Linked DNA regions of Sus scrofa: region 2 is linked to region 1. Evidence: chromatin contacts called from public HiChIP or PLAC-seq data. All regions are on one chromosome and are shown on one strand. The core of a region is the stretch at or near the end of the contact, and the rest is flanking DNA. Distances in the headings are between cores, read along the strand shown. Region 1 has its middle 16 kb from the start of GK. Region 2 overlaps GK (glycerol kinase).

Region 1 (4,397 bases), core at 1,269-3,768:
TCACACAGCTGTTTACCCATCTTTCCTCTTCAATACAGAAAACATCTTAGTCCAGTTGTTTAGTTACAAGGAACAAAATCCATTTAAGTTAGCTAAAAATAAAACTCTGTGTGTGTGTGTGCGCGCGCGTGCGCGCACACGCACATGCATACAAGTGCATATGCTAAGTGGGAGGTAAGGGATGGTTTTAATGACAAAACACAACTTCTTAAATACATGTCCTGCAGCTCAACCAGGCTTTATGTTTGGTGGCACTGGAAGACTCTGAGAACTGAGTTTACGCTAATCATTTTTTTTTTTGTCTCTCTGGGACTCCTCTCAGCAACTCTTTGAGCATCTGTCCTGTTTTCCTACTTAATTTCTTTTTTTTTTCTTTTTTGTCTTTTGTTGTTGTTGTTGTTGCTATTTCTTGGGCTGCTCCCGTGGCATATGGAGGTTCCCAGGCTAGGGGTTGAATCGGAGCTGTAGCCACCGGCCTACACCAGAGCCACAGCAACGCGGGATCCGAGCCGCGTCTGCAACCTAACCACAGCTCACGGCAACGCCGGATCGTTAACCCACTGAGCAAGGGCAGGGACCGAACCCGCAACCTCATGGTTCCTAGTCAGATTCGTTAACCACTGCGCCACGACGGGAACTCCCCTACTTAATTTCGAAGGCTCGCTTTCTCTGATTATTTAGCAAGTTCCACAGAGCTCCAAATGACACCCCAGTCTGCAAGTCTAGAGGACTCCATCCCTTATTAATTATAATCTTCTTCAAATACAAACCCTCAAAAATTGATTAGCTCAACTCAATTCCTGCTGCTTATAAGTAAACTTCCCTTTTATCAAGTGATCACCCTGATCTAGTCAGCATGGGTGACACAGGACACTGTGTTTCAGGCTGTGGCAGCAAGGGTGATGCTTTTCCTCACTGCTGGTTGTGTATTGGCTATGATGACTCTGCTCCATGTTTATTATTTTCTTCCTTGGTTTAGTATGATTGCTTGTTCTTAGGCATGTTTATCTCATGGTGATGGCAAAAGTGCAAGAGAACAAATGGAAATGTGCAAGGCCTATTAAGGCCTAAGCTTGAAACTGTCATACTGGCACTTCCACACAGATATCATTTATCCATACAAGGTACATGGCCAAGCCCAAAGTCAAGGGGTAGGGAAATCCATTCCACCCATGAGGAGACCATGACAAGTGTCTGCTTGCAGATAGAGCTGAAAAATTGGGGTTAGTAATGCAACCTTATCCACTTTCCCATCTTTATGTCCTTGATCTGTGTATCTTTGGAACAGCAGAGATGGTAGTGGTGGTGGCTAAAGGTGAAGATCAGGAAGAGATGGGTCTGGGGCTAGAGGAACTAACTTGTCTAGAAGGATGGCTTCTAAGATTATCAGCAGCCAAAAGGACATAGGGATATGGTACATATGGGCTTGCTCTGGATCAATACTATTATTCTAGGAAATTCAATATGGTACCATAGGTGCAATCTCTGGGCCATGACATGGCACTACAGGTGAGGGCCAGCCAGGTTGTTCAGGGCAGAGCTAATGGGAAAATGGCCGTGCACATCAGGAAAGCAACAAAGATATATAGAGAAATATGTGTGACCAACATAGAACCATCAGAGTCAAGCTGGCAGCATAACAGCAAGCACTGGCCCAAAGCTAATAGCACAAGACTATTCAGGCCCCAGAAAGTCTGCTTTGGTCAGGCTTGGCTAGGGCCTGAGATGAAAGGTTATTATTGAAGGTCCTCAAGGCCTGGCAAGGAAAAAAAAAAAAAACCCAACGTGGACTAATTCTGATAACTCGCAACGCTTTTTCTCTCTTGTGCATCCACTGTATCCAGCCCCCAACTTGCAGCCATAGATTATCATGATCTACTTTGTCTGGTTCTTAATGTGTCATGTGTGGATCATGTGAAAAATTATATTAAAATTAAAAAAAAATTCAGGGAGTTCCTGTCATGGCTCAGCAGTTAACAAACTTGACTAGCATATATAAAGATGTGGGTTCAATCCCTGGCCTGGCTTAGTAGGTTGGGGATCTGGTGCTGCCATGAGCTGTGGTGTAGGTCTCAGACACAGCTTGGATCCCTTGTTGCTATGGCTGTGGTGTAGGCCAGCGGTTTCAGCTCCAATTGGAACCCTAGCCTGGGAACCTCTATCTGCCACAGGTGCAGCCCTAAAAAGACAAAATAAAAAAATTCAGAGCAGGCTCATACCCATAAATTTGGTTTTTTAAGGAGTAGATATCAGGGTAATGAAGTCAGAAGACCCAGTTAGTGTAAAATGATGGTAGGAAGAAGAGGCAATTAAAGTAAATCATTAGTAGGGGTTTACGCTGATAGCCCCAGAAGAGGCTCCCAATACAAGCGAGGTACTAATGGTGGAAAAGAGGCTGTGCTCTGACTGTCAGCATTAGGAGAAATGGGGGAGGAGCTTGTTCCGAGCACTTAGGGGAAGAAATGGACATTGGCCAAGGAGCAGTGGAAACTCTTTAAAACTTCCTCATCTCTGAATTCAGAGGAAGCTCCTATTTATTTCTGCAGCCTCATCCCCCATAACTTCCCCATGTGTACTCTAACTACTGCCAAGGAGCCACTTTCTGTTCCCCAAAGATATCCTGCTCCTTCCCTATTCTGTGCCATTGACTGTGCTCTTCTTGCCATCTAGGATGATGTCTTTCCAATTTTTTCTTATTGAATTATTCCCATCCTTCAAGGCCTCTCTCCAATTCCATTTCTTCTATGAAATGGATTCCTCAAGAATATATGACACATTCTTACTTTAACTCCCAGAAAACAGATCACAGTCAGCCTTGTATAATGATTTTTCCTGTGCTTATTTTATCCATTCTTTTCCTCCGCTTCTCTTTGTGTTAGTTATCTATTGGACGTTCTATGTTTTACCTGGACCTATAAAGACTCTTGTTCTCAAAGTCTCTGCCCTCAAAAGACTAGTTAGTCTAGAGGGCTATGTACACAGATAAATGGGAATTGAAGCATGTGGTAAAGACTAAATAAAAGTAAGCATAAATATTATGGACCCTCTAAGAAGGGAACTCTAACCAGCCTTCTAGAGTCAGAATCCTGAAGGTAAAGGGCAGAAATCATTCAAGCAGAGTTAGCAGCATGTGCAAAGACCCTGGGATTACTCTCAAATTGCTGTAAGGATCAATACATTAAATATTTATCTTTAGATCTTGGTAAATTAATAACCAAAATGTACTAATTACAGAAAAATGTACCTATTGTGTCATATCTTCTGGTAACCTTCAATAAGCTATTATCCACTGCAATTTATAAATGAGGAAACCAGGCTCACGCTTTAAATGATAAACCCAAAATCGACAGAATTCAAAGTGGCAGAGTAAGGGTGACAACATGGATATTCTGATGCCAAATCCATGCTCTTTCCTCTATATTCTGCCTCTCAGATCTGGCTCCTCCTGATTGGAGGGAACTGGGCAAAAGGTCAAAGAGACGCTGCAGAAGAAAAGTCAGGAGCTGAAGGATAAATGACATAGTTTTTGCCCAAGACTAACTCTACTTAATAAAGTATACAAAATGCAATATCTAGTTGGCAAACCAGAGGGTCTTAATTCCTTCCTACGTTCTCCTCTACTTTCGATGGTTGATACTGCCTTGCATCGAGACAGTAAAAAGGGTGGAGGTGAAGAATGACCTCTAACCTACTTAAAGAACGGATGTGGATGCAGTAATGGAAGCCAACAAGAATGTCATAACATTCAAGTGTAAAGAAGTATTTTAGAATTGCACAAATCATCTGACTGAAATTCTAACCTCAGTACAAGTGACATCCCAATGGTGATCTTTTTTTTTTTTTTTTTTTTTTTTTTTTGCTTTTTACAGCCATACCCGCAGCATATGGAAGTTCTCAGGCTAGGGGTCAAATCATAGCTACAGCTGCCAGCCTACACCACAGCCACAGCAACTTGGGATCCAAGCCCTGTCTTCTGCAAACTACACCACAGCTCCTGGCAACGCCAGGTCCCTGATCTACTGAGCGAGGTCAGGGATGGAACCTGTATCCTCATGGATACTAGTCAGATTCGTTTCTGCTGTGCCACAATGGCAACTTCCAATGGTGCACTTTTTAAAAGAATAATAGGATATTACTATATTCTAACTCAAAACAAAGATTTACTTCATTTCCTCTTAAAAATATACATGTGCAGGTAGTTCTCTTGGGGCACAGTGGATTAAGGATCCAGTGTTGTCACTGCAGCAGCTTGGGTCACCACTGTGGGAAAAGTTTGATCCCTGGCCTGGGAACTTCCACATGCTATGGACATGGCCAAAAAATACATGTGCATATATATATGCATGTATATTTGTATCTGTATACATTTAAGGAGGTAATAAGGGTAAAATCTAACA
Region 2 (4,686 bases), core at 1,237-3,736, 48 kb before region 1:
ACTGGAATGAACATTTTTCTACACATTTGAGTATAGAAAAAGAAGAGAAGTAGGAGGGGAATAGAGGCAGTCTGGTCAGTCTCTGGTTCAATCGCATTTCTGTTTGGACAAAAACCAGGTAAATACCTGTTTCTTGTTCAGGATGACTCTCCCCTACCTGGCCACATATCTGCATCCCAGTTAGGAGAGTGGCTCAGCTGGTTATTGACTGCTCATCCAACCACTGAATTGGAAGGCTGCGTGATGCAGTGAGTGAGCATGTCCCCTAAGGGACGTCTGGAAGGAATGCTAAGGAGTCTGCTACAATCTCTGCTGGGGCCACTTGCAGGAAGACGTAGGAGGGCTGTTTGGGGAAGGCTCGGCTCCCATAAAGCACTTCCCTGGAAGGGTGGCAGGAGGTGAAGTCCATCTCTACAAAGAGGAACAACGTGTCTAGAGAACAGGGAATTCCTAAGTTCCACAGTGATTTGGAAAAACATGAGAAGGAAAATAGAGACCAGAACACCATGCAGCCTGTTTCTAGAACACATGTCCCTTATATAGAACAAATACATTAGATGTAAATGGTTTGGACCATCAAATGCATAGTTTTAAAAAAACAACTGAGGTTATCTGAACTTGTAATCAAATAAATTTAATTTAGTTCATTCTGGAAAACAAATTTTGAGGTGTGAAGAAAAATGCAGTTGCCTCAAAGCCCATGGACCAAGGTTAGTTTAGTAATGTAAGAACAGTATAGAGGGGAAAAAAATCATCTTTAGGATATTAAAAGTTGGCATCAGTTTTGTTGAGTCACGACAATAGATCAAAATGTATGCTACAAAAAATGAACAAACACACTAATCTGTATTATTTTCAGTTGACTAGAAGCAAAGGCAAATAACACATGTATTCTGGATGGTTCGTGGTGAGGTGCTACTGGCCTGACAAAAAGTGAGATCAAGGTAAGGTCCCAGGTTATAGAACACACAAGCGCTGTTGACAGTTACACAAAGTGGTTTGCCCTGCAAGAGATGTTAAATCAAGTAAACCAGATTTAATTGCTGCGTGTTACCATTAGCCAAGTAACGCTACTAATTAATCTGGTTAAGACGTCACTTGCAAAGGGGAAGAAACTATCGACGACGGTCCCTCATAATGACATTTTCAGAAATCAGATGGGGCCGGAAGGAAAATGGAGTGTTGGGGAGGTGGTGAATTAAAACATGTATGTCAAAATGTGGGGGCTGAAACCTATTTGAGCTCTTAGGTGTATTACTGCCAAAATGCCAATGGCTGACATGAATGTGCGTGATCCCAGGTAGGCTCTGCATTTTCCATAAGAACACCCATCGGATATAAACCAGTCATTTCACCTGGCAATCCTGGACTAAAAAAGGCTATCAGCCAATTCAGAACAGTGGCCATGTTGTGAATACTCGCTGAAGCCTTCTAGTCAGCCAGGCACTGTTTTCAGTGCTCTGCATGTACTAACTCACTGTACTTCAGCTCAAGATTTTAAGGTCCACCCTTGAAATTTCTCCAGCTTCACTGTCAAGGGAATAGGCATAGAATGGTAGCAAATGGAAAAGGCAGAATTTGAACGCAGAGTCCGAATCCAAAATTAAACCTCCATGATACAGGTACAGATAGGATGAATTCAGTCTTAATTAGATATGAAAAAAATACCTCAAATATGAACTTCAGTTTCTTTTTAACTAGATGTATGGCTTTCCAAAAAAAAAAAAAAAAGAAGAAGAAAGAAAGAAAATGTGTAGTAAGAGACGTGAAAAAATGAAAGTGGATTATTTTGTTGTTGTTGATTTGTTCTGGCTGCACCCATGGCATGTGGAAGTTCCTGGGCCAGGGATCGATCAAACCTGCTCTGAAGTTGTGACCTGCACCATAGGTGCAGCAATTTAAGTTAAATTTAAGTTAAGGTGCAGATCCTTAACCTGCTGCACCACAAGAGAACTTCTGAAAATAAGTTGGTATTGATAAAGCTGAATACTCTAGGTTTCACAAAAGTAAAAAACATCCTCCTTTCCAAAGAAAAACAATAAAAATAAAACTACATCTTTGTTGTTTAAGGCCAAGTGTGCTCAGGTGTTTTAGTTGGTTTGCCATCTTATGGTTTTCTTCCATGCTAATATTCTAAAACAGTTTCAGAAAAGATAAATGGATTGAACTTAAGTTTCCTTCAGATCAACATATGACTATCCAGGCTTAATCACTGGCCCAGGGTTAACTATGAGTAAAAATTTAAAAAAAAAGGGAAATAAAGAGGATGACCAAGGTTTAAAACTGCCACGCTCTGCATAAAATGTGTCATAGAGAACTTTAAATCCAACACCTCAGAAAAAATGTTGCAATACCATTTATACAAGGAATAATGATTCAGAGACACATCATTTTTGTTGGTGGTTTTCTTTAGTATACTAAAGGTCTCAAATCAGTGACTCTTGCCTCCATGGGTATTAGTCCTTATTACAAATAATATTTTCATATTCAATCATGAATTGTGCTCTACAGGAAGCTACCAGGATGACAGTCATATTGCACTAGGCTAGCCACACACACCAATCAACTTCGATGGTGAATGATGAAACCTGGACAAAAAGTGGGAAAACAGTTGCGCTATCCTAGTTTGACCAGAAGGTTCCACTGGCAGCATCAGTGAACTGTGCATATAAACATACTAAATATCAGTGATTCAAGCCTTTTCCCACTTGACAAATGAACCACCTATATAGCTTTGTGCTTCTTCATCAGCTTTGTAAACCCAAATCTTTTCCTCAATACTACTTGCAAGACAGCAAAGTCTGTAGACCATTAACAAAAGTTGGTTTTGGAAAGAAATGGCTTAGAAAAATGGCGGGAGAGTGGGGTGGAGGGAATTCTTTGGAAAATACTGATGAAGATAGTGCTAAGGGGGAAGTGAGAAAAGTGCCAGAGGGACAGAGAAAACTGATGATAGGCAATGGAGTCCCCGGTAGCTCAGTAGGTTAAGGATCTGGGGTTGTCACTGCTGTGGCTCTGATTACTGCTGTTGTGGGTTTGATTCCTGGCCTAGGAACTTTGGCATGCTGTGGACACAGCCAAAAAAAAAAAAAAAAAAAAAAAAAAAGATAAGTCAAAGGCCAGCTTCAGATCCAGGGCTACAAAACTGCTGCTGCTGCAAGGCCATCATGGCAAATGGCTGAGTCATGGCATAGTGACAGGGAAGCAGGGAAGCATTTTACCTCCATTTTAGATACCAAACCAATGTGCACCTCACTCACCACAGAATTAACACACAGATTCCTTTTTTCTTTTGTTCTTTAGGACGGCACCTGCAGCATATGGAGGTTCCTAGGCTAGGGGTTCAACTGGAACTGCAGCTGCTGATCTACACCACAGCCACAGCAACTTGGGATCTGAGCTGTGTCTGCAACCTACACCACAGCTCATAGCAATGCTGGATCCTTAACCCACTGATCGAGGCCAGGGATTGAACCCGTGTACTCATGGATACTAGTTAACCACTGAACCATGATGGCAACTCCACACAGAGATTCTAAAATAAGACAAAACTTCTAAAACAGGCCATCTGTGCCTCAATGGATAATATTAAAACACTTCCTACTCTTTTAAGTGTACCGTTATAAAACATGTCAGTTGACAAACACACCTTTATTGCAAGGAAGAACAAAGAGCCTTTCTCAGTCTTCACCAAGCCTATTTCAGGTCTACTAATAGGCCCCTGAAATTCTCTTCTCTGCTACTGTACTGGGGGTGAGTGAGCAGAATGCATATTAAGGTCCCCTGAACCATAAAAAAAGTCCCATAAAAAGCAATTAAAAAAAAAAAAAAAAGAGGAGTTCCCGTAGTGGAGCAGTGGTTAACGAATCCGACTAGGAACCATGAGGTTGCGGGTTCGGTCCCTGGCCTTGCTTAGTGGGTTAACGATCTGGCGTTGCCATGAGCTGTGGTGTAGATTGCAGACGGGGCTCAGATCCAGCGTTGCTGTGGCTCTGGCATAGGCCGGTGGCTGCAGCTCCGATTCAACCACTAGCCTGGGAACCTCCATATGCCGAGGGAGCAGCCCAAGAAATAGCAAAAAAAGACAAAAAAAAAAAAAAAAAGAAATGTAGACTGCCCCTCTCATTTGCTTGTCTGCTCAACAAGTACTGCTCATTAGTTATATAATTTACTAAGGGAGAAAATGAAGAGGAGAAGTATAGGCCTAGAGTGACAGAGATTTACAAGAGAAAGGGACAAGGAAGGAAGAAAACACAGAGACAGAGGGGAAAGTAGAAAACCCATAGGCTATGATATAAGCAAAGACAAAGAAGCTCAAAGACATGTCAAAATCTGATTCTGTTTCCACCAACCCCACCTTGTGCTGTTTTAAGACACAGAGGCTTAAGATTTAATATTGCATTGATATTCTCAACTGAAGAGGTGCATGCAGATAGGATACCTTAGTGTATTCCTGGGTGAAATTGGAGGTAGACTCTATTCTTGTCATTACTTAGTGGCTTCTTTTCCCAGCTAATTACTCCTCTGTCCCCCTTTTCTATTCCCTTTCTCTGTCTAGCTTCCAAATTCCTATCCATAGCTTCTGTGTCATAAAGGCACGCATGATGCCTGCCTGGTTTGTCACTACATGCCTAGAGATCATCACAGAACCTTTCTGCAGAAAAACACCTGAACTCATGTTGAATA

Evidence for each region. HiChIP or PLAC-seq counts read pairs in DNA pulled down with a chosen protein or histone mark.
Region 2: an H3K27ac HiChIP or PLAC-seq map of alveolar macrophages shows a contact between it and region 1. The contact joins two enhancer-like sites. A contact is called at or near these places in 1 of 5 promoter capture datasets (liver), 1 of 47 Hi-C or Micro-C datasets (skeletal muscle) and 1 of 2 datasets of contacts at active chromatin or transcription factors (alveolar macrophages).

The regions. Positions count from the first base shown.
Region 1 is chrX:26,452,137-26,456,533 of Sscrofa11.1, reverse strand. No RefSeq gene overlaps it. Among named protein-coding and RNA genes, the nearest start is that of GK, 16 kb to the left of the region's middle. Within about 2 kb of position 2,518, at least 2 of the 83 cell types and tissues checked have an H3K27ac peak or open chromatin away from gene starts, as enhancers often do. A contact at or near this core is called in alveolar macrophages, where this site is marked.
Region 2 is chrX:26,500,206-26,504,891 of Sscrofa11.1, reverse strand. The region is part of intron 4 of GK (glycerol kinase); the gene reads right to left. Among named protein-coding and RNA genes, the nearest start is that of GK, 32 kb to the right of the region's middle. Within about 2 kb of position 2,486, at least 2 of the 83 cell types and tissues checked have an H3K27ac peak or open chromatin away from gene starts, as enhancers often do. A contact at or near this core is called in alveolar macrophages, where this site is marked.